Regions from separate parts of the Zea mays genome. Here region 2 is linked to region 1. A link is a contact called in public Hi-C data. All regions are on one chromosome and are shown on one strand. Each heading gives the region's core, a stretch centred on a gene start, on an enhancer-like site or on the middle of the called end of the contact. The rest is flanking DNA. Distances are from core to core; before and after follow the strand shown.

Region 1 (4,709 bases), core at 725-3,224:
ATCCCCGTTGGGGATTTATCCCCGCGGGGAACGGGGATGGGAAAGAAATGCTCCCCGCAAGCGTTCGTGGGGATCCCCGCGGGGAAGTTTTTTCGTCGCGGGGACGGGGATGGGGAGCTATTCCCCGGCGGGGAATTCCCCGTTGCCATCCCTAGATGGACACATGGAGTTTGCATCTGTTGCAGCCAGCAGGATTATCGATCCAGACGCAGGGTGTGCCGTTTTTCTATCTAATAATCTAATCACTAGAACTAACATGATTGCTGACGATATTGGTGAACCATAGGATGAATAGGGCGCGCATCTTGACTTCTTGAGCGGCGCAGAGAGAGCACGGCAAGAACACGCTGCGGGGCCTGAAGCCGACGACGGGCAGACCACCGGACCGTGGGATTCAGAGAGCATCAAGAAGATTGAAGGATGTGTGGCCGGTCGTCCAGATTCCAGCGATCCTCTCCATCGTTGCTCTAGCCATCTCCATTAATCCCGAGTTAATTAAAATCCGGCCGGGGGGAGACCTGTGCCCCGCCCCCACCCCCGCAGCAGCAGCAGCAGTAGCACCAAGGGGGCAAGGGCTCATTTGGTCCGAGCTCTGAGACGCAGTCGACGGACCACCGCATGCAGGGCGCAGAGCTTGCCCGCAGGTCGGGCGATCGATCTCGCGGGAATGTTTGAAACGGCTGCTCCGGCGCAGGGAGAGAGCATTTGAATCACCGCTGGATCGGAGCCGGCCGAGGTCCACCACACCTACTACTAGTAGCGCTGTGGGCGCGAAGGCAGTTACTGCACCTGAGGGATTCCATCCAGATCCAGGTCTCGCTCGCTCTTGCTGCCCGCGGACAACGGTGGCCGGTGCAGTGCAGTCGTGTCTCCATAGCCAAAGGACCCAGAGATTCTCCTACCTATCTGCACGTCCCTGATTGGATGGGGGGATTGGGGCCATGGGGGCAGGTAGTACATTCTTGCAGTGGACGACTGTGGACACCGGCGTCACAGGGGTAACCCCGGAGGTAGGGGTAGGCGGCGATCGATGAAGGCATGAAGCCTTCAACCATGGGGTACGGCGGGAGAGAGAAGGAAGCAATTGGCTCTGGGAATGGCAGGCTGCGTCTTCCTCAGATCCTGCCTCTCTCTTTTTTTTTTGTCCATCCAAAGGAATTTACTCCGAAGCACGAGGTTGCCCTGTTTCGAATCCAAAACATGCCGCTGGCTCTGGGCTCTGGCTCTGCCTGCCACATAGTAAAAGGAACGCCCAGCACACACCGCGAGAGACCACTGAGAGACAGATACAGCAGAGTGAGTGAGTGAGGTGATTCATGTGACTCCGCCCAGAAGGGATGCAATGCGATCCCTCTCCTCCAGCAACAGAGGCACGCGGTTAATGACCCTCATCAATGCTCTGCTATGGGTGGATGCATGACGAAGATGATATGCATGGCGATGGCGTGCGTACGAGTACAGGTGGTGACCTGTTTCTAATATCTGACGTCGGAATAGCAAATCGCAAGGTCCAGGTCTCTAGGACGATCAGACACAACAGACTGCTCAGCATTTTTCTCAGCAGCAGCGGCGGCGGATCCAGGGGGGGAAAAACATACTGCTCCTATATAGCCATATAGGAAGGGCTCAAAGAAGAACGCATCATACCTAGAGGATAGTTGTGGCAGATTTCAGCAAACAATCTTCTCCTGCGCGTTGGAGAAGAAAAAAGACCTGCTAGCTAGTTGTCTGCCGGAACTGAAGAAGTGCATGTGGACTGAACTGAAGGAACTGTGCCCCCCCGGCCTGGTTGTTCCAGCGCGCGCGTGACTCGTGTGTTTTCGTCAGAGAACTCGAGGCCTTGACACACGTCGCACAGCACAATGACACACTGGCACTGCCACCCAAATGACACAAATGGGTAACGGCTACAGACGGAGGAGAATGAGACGGTCGACCTGCGGGAAGGCGTCGGACTGGGCCCGGACTCAGGAGGGCCTCTCACCCTAGCCCACCGATGATGCCTCCACGGCCTTCCCGGTTCCGGGCCACTGTCCACGAATCGGATAATAATAATACGAAACGGCCCATTCGCGGTCGTAGGGAAGCAAAGCCCACCAGCCAGCCCTAGGACAGCACTGAATTTATTTCCTTGCACTTGTATGTACCTACCTTTGGGGTGTGTTTGGTTTGACTTTTGGCTTTGTCTTTTGCCCCCCTAAAAGCCAAAAGCCAACCAAAGGTCTGGATCCAGGAAGCAGCTTTTTCTAAAAGTCAACTTTCTCGTAGTGCAAATCTGAAAGCACCCCTGGACCTGCTTTTAGTGGCTTTTCGGATGGAAATATGAAAACATATATCGAAGAATTTTTAACGACTTTTAGTGATTTCCACCAAACGGTTTTTTAGCTTTTTAACAACTTACAGCCTACAGCAGCTTTTTCCACAGCTCACAGCTCACAGCCCACAGCAACTTTTTTGACAGCCACAACCCAACCAAACATACCCTTGCACTAGCTAGCTGCCTATCTAGCTCATGAACAATCGCTTACTGTAAAGGTGAAACATAAAGATCAGGCTGGGTAAGGTGTGTTTGGTTTCTACCGACTAATTTTTAGTTTCTTCGTTTCATTTTATTTATGTTCCAAAATAATCAAGTTTTACTTTCCGTATTTAATAATTTAGGAACTAAAATAAAAATGGAGGGACTAAAAATTAGTCCATAGAGGCTAAACAACCCTAAATTAAAGCAGCAAGCTCATGAACGTGCCCATCGTGAGAGAATCCAAAAAGGATGAAAGATGCCATGCTCGATTATGCTCAATCCCACCAACACAAATTCTCCTTACAACTCCCTTTTGGGACGGAATCGACCATACATGCATGTGATGGGAATGGGAGACCTATACGGATTTGTTTGGTTACTCTCGTATTCATCTCAATCGTGAATTGAGGTAAATACGAGACTATCCAAATAAGGTTTACATGTATGTGCACTTTTATACACCAGATGAGCGAGAAAAAGGAGCAAGACATAGGGGAGCATCCCCTAGCTTTTCCCCCTTGTTTCTTGTCTTTCCTGCTTTCTATCTCCTGTGGAAAGGGACAAACAATAAAGAGAAGGAATTCAATTATAATACACGCTAGCACTACTATACCACTCTACTTCCTTTTGAACCCGTATCTGCTAATATCAATATGTTGTTGCTTAATCATGTCATCCATGCAAAACCTAACCACAATGGTGAACATATGACAAATTTTTAGGTGGGGCGACACCGTGAGAAACAAATCACTAGATTGGACTATCATATAAAAATAGTTTCATGATAATAATATGGAGGTTAAGCGATAATACGAGAAGTTTTCTAAAATGAAATGAATGCCGAAAAATAATTTTGGACACCCTAAAGGAGAGCTAGTACTACAGGAAATAACTTAATTCCCGTCGGCCAGGAACCGACGGGAATAAGCACTAAACCGACGGGAATTACTTATTCCCGTCGGTTTAGGTCTTATACCCGTTGGTTCTCAGCCGACATGTGTCATGTGTCGGGGATAAGGTTATCCCCGTCAGCGACTGACGAGAATAATTAATTCCCGTCGGCCGTTAACTCACCGACGAGAATTAATAACTAACGCCCGTCGGCCTGGAGAACCGATGAGAGTTATTAATTAATTAATTCCCACCGGTTCCCTAGGCCGACGGGAGTTATTTATTAATTCCCGTCAGCCTTACGTGGCCGACGGGAGTTATTACTTAATTCCCGTCGGTTCGACCATAGCCGACGGGAATTAACTGGGCCGACGAGAATTACCCTATACTGCTACAAAAACAGACCTAAATTAGGTCACTGTTTCTGCACACATAACATACATCACAGATAACAGCCACATTACAAACACATGCATTCATAATTAAATCACGCATTACAAACATAACATCCACCAACATTTCAAATATAAGTTCAAGTACGACATCGAGTCAATGAGTACGACATAGTATTGAAATATAAGTACGACATATGTTCAAGTACGACCAAGAGTCAACAAGTTAAGAAACATGTTCAAGTGTTTAGAGATAACCACCACTTGGGTGGTTAGAGCTTTGACCGCTGCCGCCAGCCCGCCACCACCACCAGGAGGAGGGAACGCGAAGAGCGAGTCAACAAATCCAGTCCCTGCTGCGGGATCAGACCCACTACCACCCGCTTCGGGCGTAACCTATGCAAGTTAGCAAATATCATCACGTTAAATGCAAATATCAAAAAAGTATACAAGTATATAAATTAATAGAGAGTTATCAAACGTACCCTATCTCCAGGTGCAGGTATATGTGTCGGAGGGGTGGTGAACTGTGGTGGTGGAACTGGTGTGTTTGCAAATTGACTCCATTGTGGTGGCGGTGGAAAATTTGATGTCATGCCCTGTTGCTGCATTAACTGTTAAACACATATGTGTTACTACCGAAAATGTTGTATTAAAATATAATAATTTAGAGTTCGGATTATGTGTACTCACTTGATACATCGCTTGGTTATGTGCATTGCAAGCCTCCATAAATTCGCGTTGTTGTCTCATCTCTTCACGCATCCTCATAATCTCCAACTCCTGCTCGTTCGGTCGACGAGAGCATGAGATACGGGAAGATGAACTTGTCCTCTGAGATCTCACCGACGACGAGTCAATGAATCCGTCGAAGAGTGTGTATCTGTAAATTATTCAAAAAATGT
Region 2 (4,709 bases), core at 604-3,103, 120 kb before region 1:
AAGCTTCAGTTAACAAAACCTTTCACGTTGAACACAGACAAGTTTGGCATATGGGCACATCAAGACTTACAGCATCATTAATGGAAAATGCCTTTGTCCACTTGACAAGCGTACCGGAAGCTACAGAACGCTGCTTCACTGGGAACGAAAACGTGAACCCTATTTCTCGCTTCTTGCCATTCGAAATGTTAGCGCACTTCTCATCATCGTCAACAAACTTGGCCAATTCAGAAGCAATGAAACCAAAAAGCTCCTAGGATGTTGTAAAAGCATACTGTCAGATTAAAAACAAACCGCATTAACTGAATTCTTGACGGCTATACTTACCGAGGAGCTCCCTGACATCAGATGTGGCGGAATGCCGACTTCTCTGGAGTCACGGTCAACGACATGCTTCGCATTCCCACCTAGTTGCACTTTCAAGACGCGGAAATTCGTTCCTCCTAGGTCCAATCCATAGAATAATCCTTCCTCTCTCCTGAAGTCAGTGGTACAAGTAAAATACTGTAACGGTGTGCTCAAGGCAGATGGATTTGCCTGCCTCTTTACAACAATTATCCTTAGATTATGTCTATATGCATCAGGTAGCTTGAAGCTCACATAAATCACTGTACAGTTGGATAGTCCTTTTATGCTATCAGATTCAGACGTAGAATCTATTGCATATGATGGCCAAATTCATTCCATAGATACATCGTTCTCAAATCCAGTCATATAAATTATTACCAAAAAGAATAAAAAAACAGAAACATGTTGATATGCTATATCCTCTCAATAATAGTGATGCCGAGCATGGAAGGAACACATCACGACTTTCTACAAAATACTGTTTCCTGAACGAGGTCTTTACACCATCCTGTTATTGTTAGGACTACCAAACAAGCAACAGGACGCAAAATCATCCTCTGATCATCATACAAACAGAGCAAGAAAGACAGGTTCAGAAGCACGAACCCTGTGGGGAGCTTATCGACGTAGGAGAGGAGCATCTTGACCCTGCTCCCGCCGTCCTTCTCCAGCCCCGCGCCCATCTCGCGGGCCATCTCCACGGCCACCTCGCGCAGCATCGACGGCGGCGTCTCACACCTCACTCGGAGCTCGGCCACCACCTGCTCTGCCATTGCCAGCGCAGCTGCCGCCATGGGACCGAACCCCCGCGAGGAGCAAATCAAGAGTCCTGGACCCGGGGACACCAATCAGCAGGAGACAGAGAAGCAAACAAAAGGCTGGGATTTTGGAGTCCAGAGCCCAAGGAAAATGCTAAAAAAGAGCGCCGGAGGTGGGTGGGGGTGACAGCGAAGAGCTTCCAACAGTGCGATTAAGGGAGAAGGGAAAAGGGAGGCTAGCAGCAAGAGAAAGTCAGGATATTTGGGTTTTTTTAGGAGTAGAACAAGGCATCGTCGGATTAGGGACGACTCGAGGCGAGACACGTGAAATTTAGCAAAGCTTTTGGCGACTGGATGGATTAACTCGACGGGGGGAAAAGGCAGGAAAAGGACGGGGTGGAGCCTGCCGCCTGGTGTGTTCGTGTGTTGCGCTGTTTGGTTCCTTCACTGGAGCTCCGCACTACGCAGGGAAAGGGGAGAAAGGGATCGTGTTCGGATCAGGCTCTGGATCACATGGATCTTATCATACCGAGTCAGGTCGGCATGGAGATGAACAGGGAGGTTGGCCGGGAATGGGACGCTGGCGCTACTCCGGTCCCGCTCCCGCGTCGAGCACCTCACCTGGCCTTTTTCTTTCTGCAGAAGCGGCGCGGCGTCCCACCTCGGCCCCTCGCTCGCCGTCGCGGTCGCGGTCGCGGCCGAGTGGAATGGAGGAAGCGTATGTGCTGTGATCTTGTGGGACTGCCGGGCCCGCTGGGCAGAGACTCCGGGGGCCTTGTGGATTTATGGACGGAGGTGGGCGCGTTGGATTGCTGCTACGTGGGGTTAAGAGCGATGACAGATGGCTTAGCCTGTACACAGCGAACGTGTCATGCACGCCTTTTATTGCCAACTGCCATCCAACTATCCAAGTACGTGTATATCCGATTACTGCATGCGCCCGCGTAGGATTTTGTTTTCTTAAAGGAAACTTCGTTGGAGTTGGACTGATATTAATATTAATGCACTATTTAACTTACGCAAACAACCCGATACAGGAAGACCCACTGAGACTAAGAAACAAAGTCCTTGCAGGTTTTGAAACTTCTCTTTCACCCTCCTTCAAACCTAGAATGAATGATATAGCCTTGTCGAAGCTGATCAGAGTAAAGTACTCGAGATGGACATACGATGTTAAGGATGTGTCTCCGCATCCATGAACAATAGGCAAGGACATTGCCTTGCAAATTAGGGAAAGAAGTGACCGACGCCTTCAAATTCCAATCATATAAGGTGATAGAATCATCATCAACAACACATGTTGAATGGCCTTTGGCAAGGTCCCTTTCTTGCTAAGAAAAGAAGTAATTGATACATTCAAGTTCTAATGGCCGGGTAACAGACATTAGAAACCCACATCGACAAGGTAGCAATACCCCCCCACCCACCCACCCACCCACACACATAGAAAAATAAATAAAACTAGCAACCAAACTTGTGGGAAGAAACGTACCCCATAAGGATATCATTGCATAGGCTATGACACGCAGGATGGCGTCAGCGGTTTGGAGGGACAACAACCTGCCAAAAAATGCCACCATTGACTCCATTATAGAACATATACCTACTTGAACACTTCGACCTTTGGCTAGGTTAGTGGAGGGGGAAACCAACAAGATCGATGTCACGACTAGAGAACATCGTGGGTCTCGCCTTTCCATAGCTATATCGGAGAGTGGAAGAGGATAAGTCTTGCATGCATCATCAGGCGTGCACCTCACGTGGTGACTAAAGTGACAATGAATGCTGGTAAGAGCTAAAAGGAGCACGTTAACGTGTGACTCGTCTCGCATTAGCATAACACTCGACAACCTCTCGTACCAATCATGCACAAGTAATGTCATCTTTCCAACCATCCACACATGAGCATGACACTTAGAGCATCACATTTTTGTCACTATAGAGCAATTGTGTGTAGCCTATGAGATTAGTCACGAGAAGTAAATGAACGTGTGTGAACATCTTGTTTGTTCTGCATTAGTACATGATTTTTTGCTATAAAAGGAAATAGAAATTTACTGTTTAATGTATGTTCATTCTCCCGTATTACATTCTCAATGAACACAACCTTGATCTATCGTTTGTTCAATTTGGTCAATGTGATACTTGGTTGACTCATGAATCTTGATGTTTCCACTGATGTATAATCAACAACAAAACTAAATAACTTTTTTGGTCCAATTCCATCCATTTTTGCTGAGGCAATTCCAACTTGTTTATCAGAAAATTATCTAGCTCTTGAGATATATGACATTCTTTACCCTTCTCTTTTCTTGATCTTCTCATCTTGAGTCTACAACGGTTATATGTCAAACAAAACAACCATCTTTATGTAATCTGATTTCAAGTATACAAATTGATTGCATGCATTTAGATAACAAGACCTGCTACATACATCGAAGATGTGATTACTAAGTGATTTACTAATATGAATAGGATCTTAACGAGCATTTCTATAAGAGAGGCTCGATAAGTAATCCCTTGTATAGGAAAACCTGCCTAAGTATAGGAGACACTTTTTTAGGAAGTAGCTAGGGAGTAGAATGAGTGAGGAGGAATGATACATAAAATATGTTGGGTGAAGCATGGATATGTCATGTTTGCATGGCGATGTGTCATTGGTCTTCTAGTGGATTGTGTGTTGCACCATTAGATGGTCACCACGCTCGAGATGTTTTAGTTGTTATCGTAAGCACTCCCATTCAATTGATAGATGGGTAATCATTAGAGTTGCTTATTATTTCAAAGGCTTACGGCACGTTTAGAGTGTTGGGAACTCAGAAGACTAGTCGAGAGGGTATTGTCCTAGGTAAAGGCTTTACAAACATAGGACGAGAGTCAAAGTAGCATGGGCAACTTTCTATAATTAATTCGGGGGAAATTGACATTACTTGTAAGGTATTAATTAAATAGGTTTGAGGGTTACAATGTAAAAAGATTGATCGTAAACATGAGCATTGTGAAAGGGATGCAACTATTATAGTAAAGGGATACCCCAATGGTAAAAGCTAAGGTGAAGCAAACCAAACAAACTTACTTGGAGAGGTGCATAAGCCATGCGTGCCAAGCGCAAGCCTTCTCTAACTCATAATGAAAGGTGAGTTAGGGATGTAAGGACGAAACTTAGGCTTTCTTGGCTTGTGCTCGAGAGCATGAGAGCGTGAGGATCCACCTCACTTTGTCTTATGCAATGTTTTGCTTTAGTTGAAAGTGTGGCTTAGATGATGTTGGTTACTTGTTCTCAAATGTTGTGGATCAAGAACAAGGCAACACAATTGTTAAAGATAAAGGACCTTCGTCCTTTGGGTCATTATCTTCTTTCGGGTATAATGATCTTTAGATGAAGGTCATGGAGAACACATCTTCATCACTTATCAAAAATAATAATCCATAGAAACAATATGTTATGTATTCATCCATTTATTTATTTGTGTGTCCAAATTGTGATGTATATATACATGAGCATTAATGTATCACCCCAAAAATTCAAATCTTGAAAAATTCTCAAACTCGCTCTAAATTCAAAATGAATTTTAAATTTCATTTCAAAATGTTTGTTTGCCA

Evidence for each region. A called contact is a pair of places that touch in the nucleus more often than the background predicts.
Region 2: a Hi-C map of ear shows a contact between it and region 1, with 2.1 times the contacts expected there. The contact joins the promoter of LOC100192075 here to the enhancer-like site in region 1. A contact is called at or near these places in 6 of 25 Hi-C or Micro-C datasets (ear, leaf, leaf mesophyll and 1 more).

What each region holds. Positions count from the first base shown.
Region 1 is chr3:6,882,331-6,887,039 of Zm-B73-REFERENCE-NAM-5.0, reverse strand. No RefSeq gene overlaps it. Among protein-coding and RNA genes, the nearest start is that of LOC100285940, 16 kb to the right of the region's middle. Within about 2 kb of position 1,974, at least 20 of the 20 cell types and tissues checked have an H3K27ac peak or open chromatin away from gene starts, as enhancers often do. A contact at or near this core is called in ear, leaf, leaf mesophyll and 1 more, where this site is marked.
Region 2 is chr3:7,007,198-7,011,906 of Zm-B73-REFERENCE-NAM-5.0, reverse strand. It overlaps LOC100192075 (hexokinase1), which reads right to left and starts at 1,853. Exons shown (of 10, transcript NM_001137498.1): 1 at 1,636-1,853; 2 at 955-1,177; 3 at 328-478; 4 at 71-253. The coding sequence starts at 1,142.